2 separate regions of the Sus scrofa genome follow, and region 2 is linked to region 1. The links are chromatin contacts, called in public HiChIP or PLAC-seq maps. All regions are on one chromosome and are shown on one strand. The core of a region is the stretch at or near the end of the contact, and the rest is flanking DNA. Distances in the headings are between cores, read along the strand shown.

Region 1 (2,808 bases), core at 145-2,644:
CTTTCATTATTTCTATCATTTTAATTTCTCTCATATCTAATAATAATGTCCTCACTTTCATTCCTGATATTACTTGTGCTCATGTTTAATCTTCCTAACAATTGATGTAGTGAGTATTATTATTTTCTCACATCTTGCAAAGGAGTAACAAAACTCCAAGAGCTAAAATGTTGCTCAAGTTTACTTAGCTAGAAAGCACAGAGCTAGGACTCAAAGCAAGTTCTGTAGCCTCAAAAGCCCATATTCTTTACAAACAAGTCATACTTGCTTCATGGTACATTGTAGTCATGGCTGTGCTGACTTTTTAGTGCTTTCAGGGAAGAAAAATGAATACTGGGGCTAAGCTTTTGTCTGAGAAAATAACAGGAACAGGAAAAAGATAAATGGACTTTCCTCACTCTCTAAACACTCAGACACATTTGACATTGGTACTGTGAATCATTTTCCACTTAACGAGTGGCGTTATATGCTCTTCAGTTTCTCTGAAGAGCTCCTCCCCATCCTATTAGAAAATGCTGAATTATCTTTTAAGTACCAGCTTCTATTCTGTGAAGAATTCCTGCTATTCTGTTCTTCTACAGTATTCTGTGTCTTCGATTCCACGGATTCCTTGACTCTCCCAACAAAATAGATATCTCTGTTGTATTACCACTGAAGTTATTGAAGAAAGTTCTATCATAGCTCATATATTTACAGATAATATTCTCAACATGCCTATAAACATCTGCCTCACCTACTAAATTATCAGTCTCTTGAGGATAATGGGAACTACGTCTCCTGCATCCACTCTGTGTCCTGTGTTCAGCTTAATCACGAAGCAGGTACACAGTGAAACATCTTCATTATTTTATAGGACTAATTATTTTTACATGCTTTTCCCCATCTCCCCTAAGAACTTATCCCTCAAGGAATCTACCACAGTAGAATTTTGCTTGGCATGTACTAACCGTGTTCTCTACATATGGAATTTCTCAAAAGTCAGAATAGTTTAAACTACTTAGCTTATTTGAGGCTCCAGCTCTAATTATTTTAAGTGACAATATCTATACATGGCTACAAAACCTGAAGTACATTTTAAATGTTTACATTTAATTAATTCATGCTTAAAACATACACATTCACAGACTCAATAGCTATCTGTATTATTTCAGAGATAGTACCCAAGTCTGAATTTGATCTAAATTTAAGGTTTTACTAAATATGACACTCAAAACAAGTATTTTTCCTGGTCCCCTTCTTTTTGCCACTCCTCTCTATTCTCCCTTGTTCTACAGTTTATGAACGTACTAGGTCATGAGCAAACCAAAACTATCTGAGGCGCCTCACTCAAGGCCTAAGAAACCCAGGGAGAATTTAGAGCTGCAGTATGGGACAGAGCCACTAGGTGGAGCTCCATAAAATCTATGGTCATCTCCTGCCCATGAATCACTTTAGACCATGGGATGCTGATGCTGGAAAGGACCTGGAAAGCAAGGAACTAATCCCTTCAGTTTCACAGAGGGGAAATCTGGGGGCCCATCAGGGAAAGAACTAACCCAGGTCACACACTGAATTAGTAAAGCCAAGCAGGACCCTGTGGAGCTATTCCAGGTACAAAAGATTTTCTGTGCTCCCTGTCTCCTGTTTGTAGAAAAGCTGTAGTCTCCTAGGCCTCCTCTGAGTCACCAAAGATCAGGCTCAAGCAGTTAAAGATTAGTACAGCAGAAGTACAGCTGCTGAGTCACAGAATCTTTAGTTCCTCCCTGAAAGACATAGATAACAGTGTCCAGTGCACTTTCCTGAGTTGTTTTGCAGATACTATAATAACCACCATCAGAGGGAAAAAGCTAACTATATGATAACCAGACGGTAGCCAGGACATAAGCTGCTGAATCTTGAGCAGTGCTGACTCTATGGCTTGCACAATTCCAGGAACCGGCCTCAAGGAAATGGGAATAAACAGACCCTGAAGTTGCAGATTAGCTATGTTTAAAACAATCTTAAGATAACACTGACCAGAGCACGACATGACTAGTTCCAAGATGACTGTCAGATTTCTGACTGTTCTATTCTGAACATCGCGTCTGTCTGCGCACCCCTGAAACCTTCCACTTTTCCCCTGTAACTCCCTTTTCCCTCTAACTGGCAAGGGGAAAATGGTTTGGGGAATGATAGTCCACTATCTCCCCAGGTTGCCAGCTTCCCAATTAAAGCATCTTTCTTTTCCCACCAACCCTTGTTTCTCAAATATTGACTTCTGAGCCATGAGTAGCTGAACTTGAGCTCGGTTCTGGCTCCAGCTGGTAACATTAGTAGTAAACACAAAATCAGCGCCCAGAGTCTGCATGGCTGCACCTTTGCATTTTCTGCAGTAATTATTTTGCCACTAGAGTTGTGAATGGAAAAGGTGTACAGCTTAAATAAAAACAGGATACATGACTAATCAATCTCCTCATGGTGAAGCAAAACAGTATTGGCATAACATTAATTAACTTGTGTTCTGGAGTCACATACTGTTAGCCAAAGAAAGTGAGCTTCATGGCCAGTGCCTGCAACAGTGTGCATTTGAATGAAGGTATCTCAGCTTCTTTCTACTGGATAATCAAAGAAGCCTTATATCACTGTTCTGCTTCATTTATAGAAAGGAGTTTGGGCAGAAGGAGTGGAAAGGACTAGTTTTTCCACTGACAAACTCTGTGGTATCAAAAGAAAGTTTCCTGCCCATTGTTTCCATGGGAGAAATGGTGGAGTCTGCTTTGCCTAATGAGCAGAGGCAGAACAAGGAGTTATGGGGATTTGGAATAAGGTAATTATAGGACAAAACTGATC
Region 2 (3,067 bases), core at 257-2,756, 140 kb after region 1:
CTATTTTAGCAATGAGGAAACTGATGTTCAGAAAGTTTAAATAATTTTTCCAGCCTGCAAAGCTGGTTAATTGGTGGGGCAGATAATTCAAACCAGGTTTCTCTGACCACAAAGCGCTTTTTACAGCTAGTCAAATAATGATAAGAATACTTAATGAATGGAAGTCAAAATGGAGAGAATTTGTTAGTTGACAGAATATTCCATTTAGAGTGTGGTAAAGGATAGAAAACCACTGAAGTTTTCTCAGTAGGGTCTGATCATGTCTCTTCATAGTTCAATGCGATGACATTGAATATTTACTACTATTATTTTTATTTTTACTAATAATTCTTATTAGTCACAAAAAATTTGTGTCGCTGTCTTTATTCATGATAGATAGTATACATTAGAACGTTCAGTTTATGTTGTCTCACCTTTTTCTGAGGATTAATTTTAGGAATAAAAAAGGACATGAAGTGTCACAGATCTGAGAAAAAAATATAATTATTTTTAGATAAGATACTTGAGCAATCTTTCTTTACTAGTTGGTTGTGTATCTGATTAACTTCCAGGTCAGTGAAATTAGAATTTAGCCTGCAAAATGGATCTATACATCATAGTTTTGCAAATTTAAACTTGTAACAATCTTGGAGCTGGATCAATAAACTTTAACAGATGTTCCTCTCTGCACCTAGGCCAACTGTCTTATCAAGACAGTGGTTTTGCTTTGTTTGTTTTGTTTTTATAAAGATTCTGTTTGTGGAAGCAAGATTTGACCAGGCTTTCTTTGAAGTTAGTACCCTTGTGGCAAGTTTGAAATAAACTTAGACCTTTGCTCAAAAAAATCAATGCATCTGAAACTTTCCTTTAACATTCCTTTGTCTCTTAAATCTGGGCTCCTCGAGGAGAGGTTTGTTTCTTTTCACTGTAGCCCAGTCATCTAGTATGAGATTGGGTACAAATGAAGGGCTTTCTAGATGTCAGTTGAATAAATGAATATTTGAAAGAATTTACCAACTATGGACTTTGTTTCACTTTCACCTTGTTTACTTCTTTGGAAAGATACCCCCAGCGAGATTTTTCATCTTTTTATTTTATTCCTTTGCAAAAAAGGTTCTCTAGGGACCTCTTCACTGGATCTCTCTCAGTCATGTCCTTTCCTGCCTGGCTTGGAATTTTTTTGGCTCTGGATTTCCTCACCAGTCTGGGCTACACCCTCACTGCCCCCCTCCCCTCCTTAAGTCACATCATATTTGAGGACAGAATTTCCAAACCACCTTCTCCTAGGCATGTTTTTCCCCCTTTAAACTTGAAAAAGAGGAGAAAAGTTAGGCAACTTAGACAATATTTCAAACAAAAGAGAAGTAGTGGAAGGTTGAGAAAAGGTCAGTACGGTTAGTTAGTGAGAAGAGTCTGACTCATTAAAAAAAAACAAACCACAGTAACTGACAAAAAACCTATCAGACAGAAAATCATGAGAAGGTTTTGAGTGGCTGGCTAAGGCAATACCAAAGCTCTAAGTGTTGAGAATGGGAAGTTAATCAGAAAAGACTACTTAGGAGGTGGAGAAATTTTCATGGCTCCCAGAGGGAGGTCTGTGCCTGGCTTTGCCCTGGCTGGCTATGTGACTTTTCTGTGCAAATGACCCTCATTTTCTAAATAAGGATATTGGACCAAATGATGTATAAGATCTTTTCCAATTCTAACATTTTATGGAGGACTAGACTTTTCTAACAGATTAAATGGATTCTTATGTTTTAAGTCTCATATTTATATTTAGTCTCATATAATTTGATTCCTTTTTATAATTTCTTCATTATTTAATCCACAGTTATTGAGTGGCTGCCTACTATTTGAACAGCATTTTAGGCAGCAAGCTGGGTGAGATAAAAATCACTGCCGTCTACCACCTTATAGGTTTGGGTGGCCGTAGCTTTACAAACAGCAAAAAGGCAATTGGAGCAGAAGCAATGGCTGAGGGAGGCGGGGAGGGAGGAATGGAGGTGACATGAAAAGGACAAGGGCAAGAGAACACATTTTATAATTTCCTAAAATACAGATAAGGCTGCCACTTAAAAAAAACAAACAGTAAAATTGGTTATGATTTTTACATTTAATCCTTTGTTTTCTGAGGATGCTTAGTGCTGACCGTGTGATTGTGGCTACTCAGAGGTTTAATGCGGGATTCACTGGACTTTCCACACCACCTATAAAGAGGGTGGTTGATTTTTAGTTTTATTGGTGTGTCACTACCTAGCCTGGTCTATAGATTTGTGTTAACTGTGCAATAGCTGCTTGTAGATCTTAGCGGTTGCTCAGTGATTCCTCATAAAGCTTGATGCTGACATGAAAATTCAAATTACAGATGGCAATCCAGAGAATAAAAGAGCCTAGAAATGGCTGGGGGCCTGCAAGTGGGCATAAATGTGTGAAGCAGTGGACACATCACACCAGCTAGTGGTTTGGTTAGCATTTAGCCAGAAAGAGATACCCCACCCCCAAATGTTCAAATTTTTCTTTCTCTGTCCATCTGCCCCGTTTGCATTGTATGCCTGAAAACAGCACAGTCTAAGTCTCAGTTTGAAATCTCTAGGAGTTCCCATTGTGGCTCAGCAGGTTACAAACCCGACTAGTACCCACAAGGATGTGGGTTTGATCCCTGGCCTCCCTCAGTGGGTTAAGGATCCTCTGTTGCTGTGAGCTGTGGTGTATGTTGCAGATTTAGCTTAGATCCCATGTTGCTGTGGTTGTAGCAGAGGCCAGTAGCTGCAGGTCTGATTCAACCCCTAGCCTGGGAATTTACATATGCCATATGTGCAGCCCTAAAAAGTGAAAGAAAGAAAGAAAGAAAGGTAGGAAGGAAGGAAGAAACCAACCTCTAATAGCTTAAAGACTTCTCCCTTGCATTGTGACTTTTGATCTCCAATGCCTGGCCCAGTGCCTGGTAGTATTTAACTAAGGAAACCATTTTTGTTGTCATTGTTCCTTGCTTGTTTTTATTCTCCCTTTTTGGACAAAGCTATTTAAGTTGGTCAAATGTTAAATTTTATTAGGATGTTTATTAGAAACAATGCTGGGGGTATTCCCG

The links. HiChIP or PLAC-seq counts read pairs in DNA pulled down with a chosen protein or histone mark.
Region 2: an H3K27ac HiChIP or PLAC-seq map of alveolar macrophages shows a contact between it and region 1. The contact joins two enhancer-like sites. A contact is called at or near these places in 2 of 47 Hi-C or Micro-C datasets (embryonic fibroblasts and heart right ventricle) and 2 of 2 datasets of contacts at active chromatin or transcription factors (alveolar macrophages and skeletal muscle).

The regions. Positions count from the first base shown.
Region 1 is chr9:21,682,852-21,685,659 of Sscrofa11.1, forward strand. No RefSeq gene overlaps it. Among named protein-coding and RNA genes, the nearest start is that of RAB38, 44 kb to the left of the region's middle. Within about 2 kb of position 1,395, at least 20 of the 83 cell types and tissues checked have an H3K27ac peak or open chromatin away from gene starts, as enhancers often do. A contact at or near this core is called in alveolar macrophages, where this site is marked.
Region 2 is chr9:21,819,340-21,822,406 of Sscrofa11.1, forward strand. All of the region lies in intron 4 of LOC102160855 (a long non-coding RNA gene), which reads left to right. Among named protein-coding and RNA genes, the nearest start is that of CTSC, 59 kb to the left of the region's middle. Within about 2 kb of position 1,507, at least 18 of the 83 cell types and tissues checked have an H3K27ac peak or open chromatin away from gene starts, as enhancers often do. A contact at or near this core is called in alveolar macrophages, where this site is marked.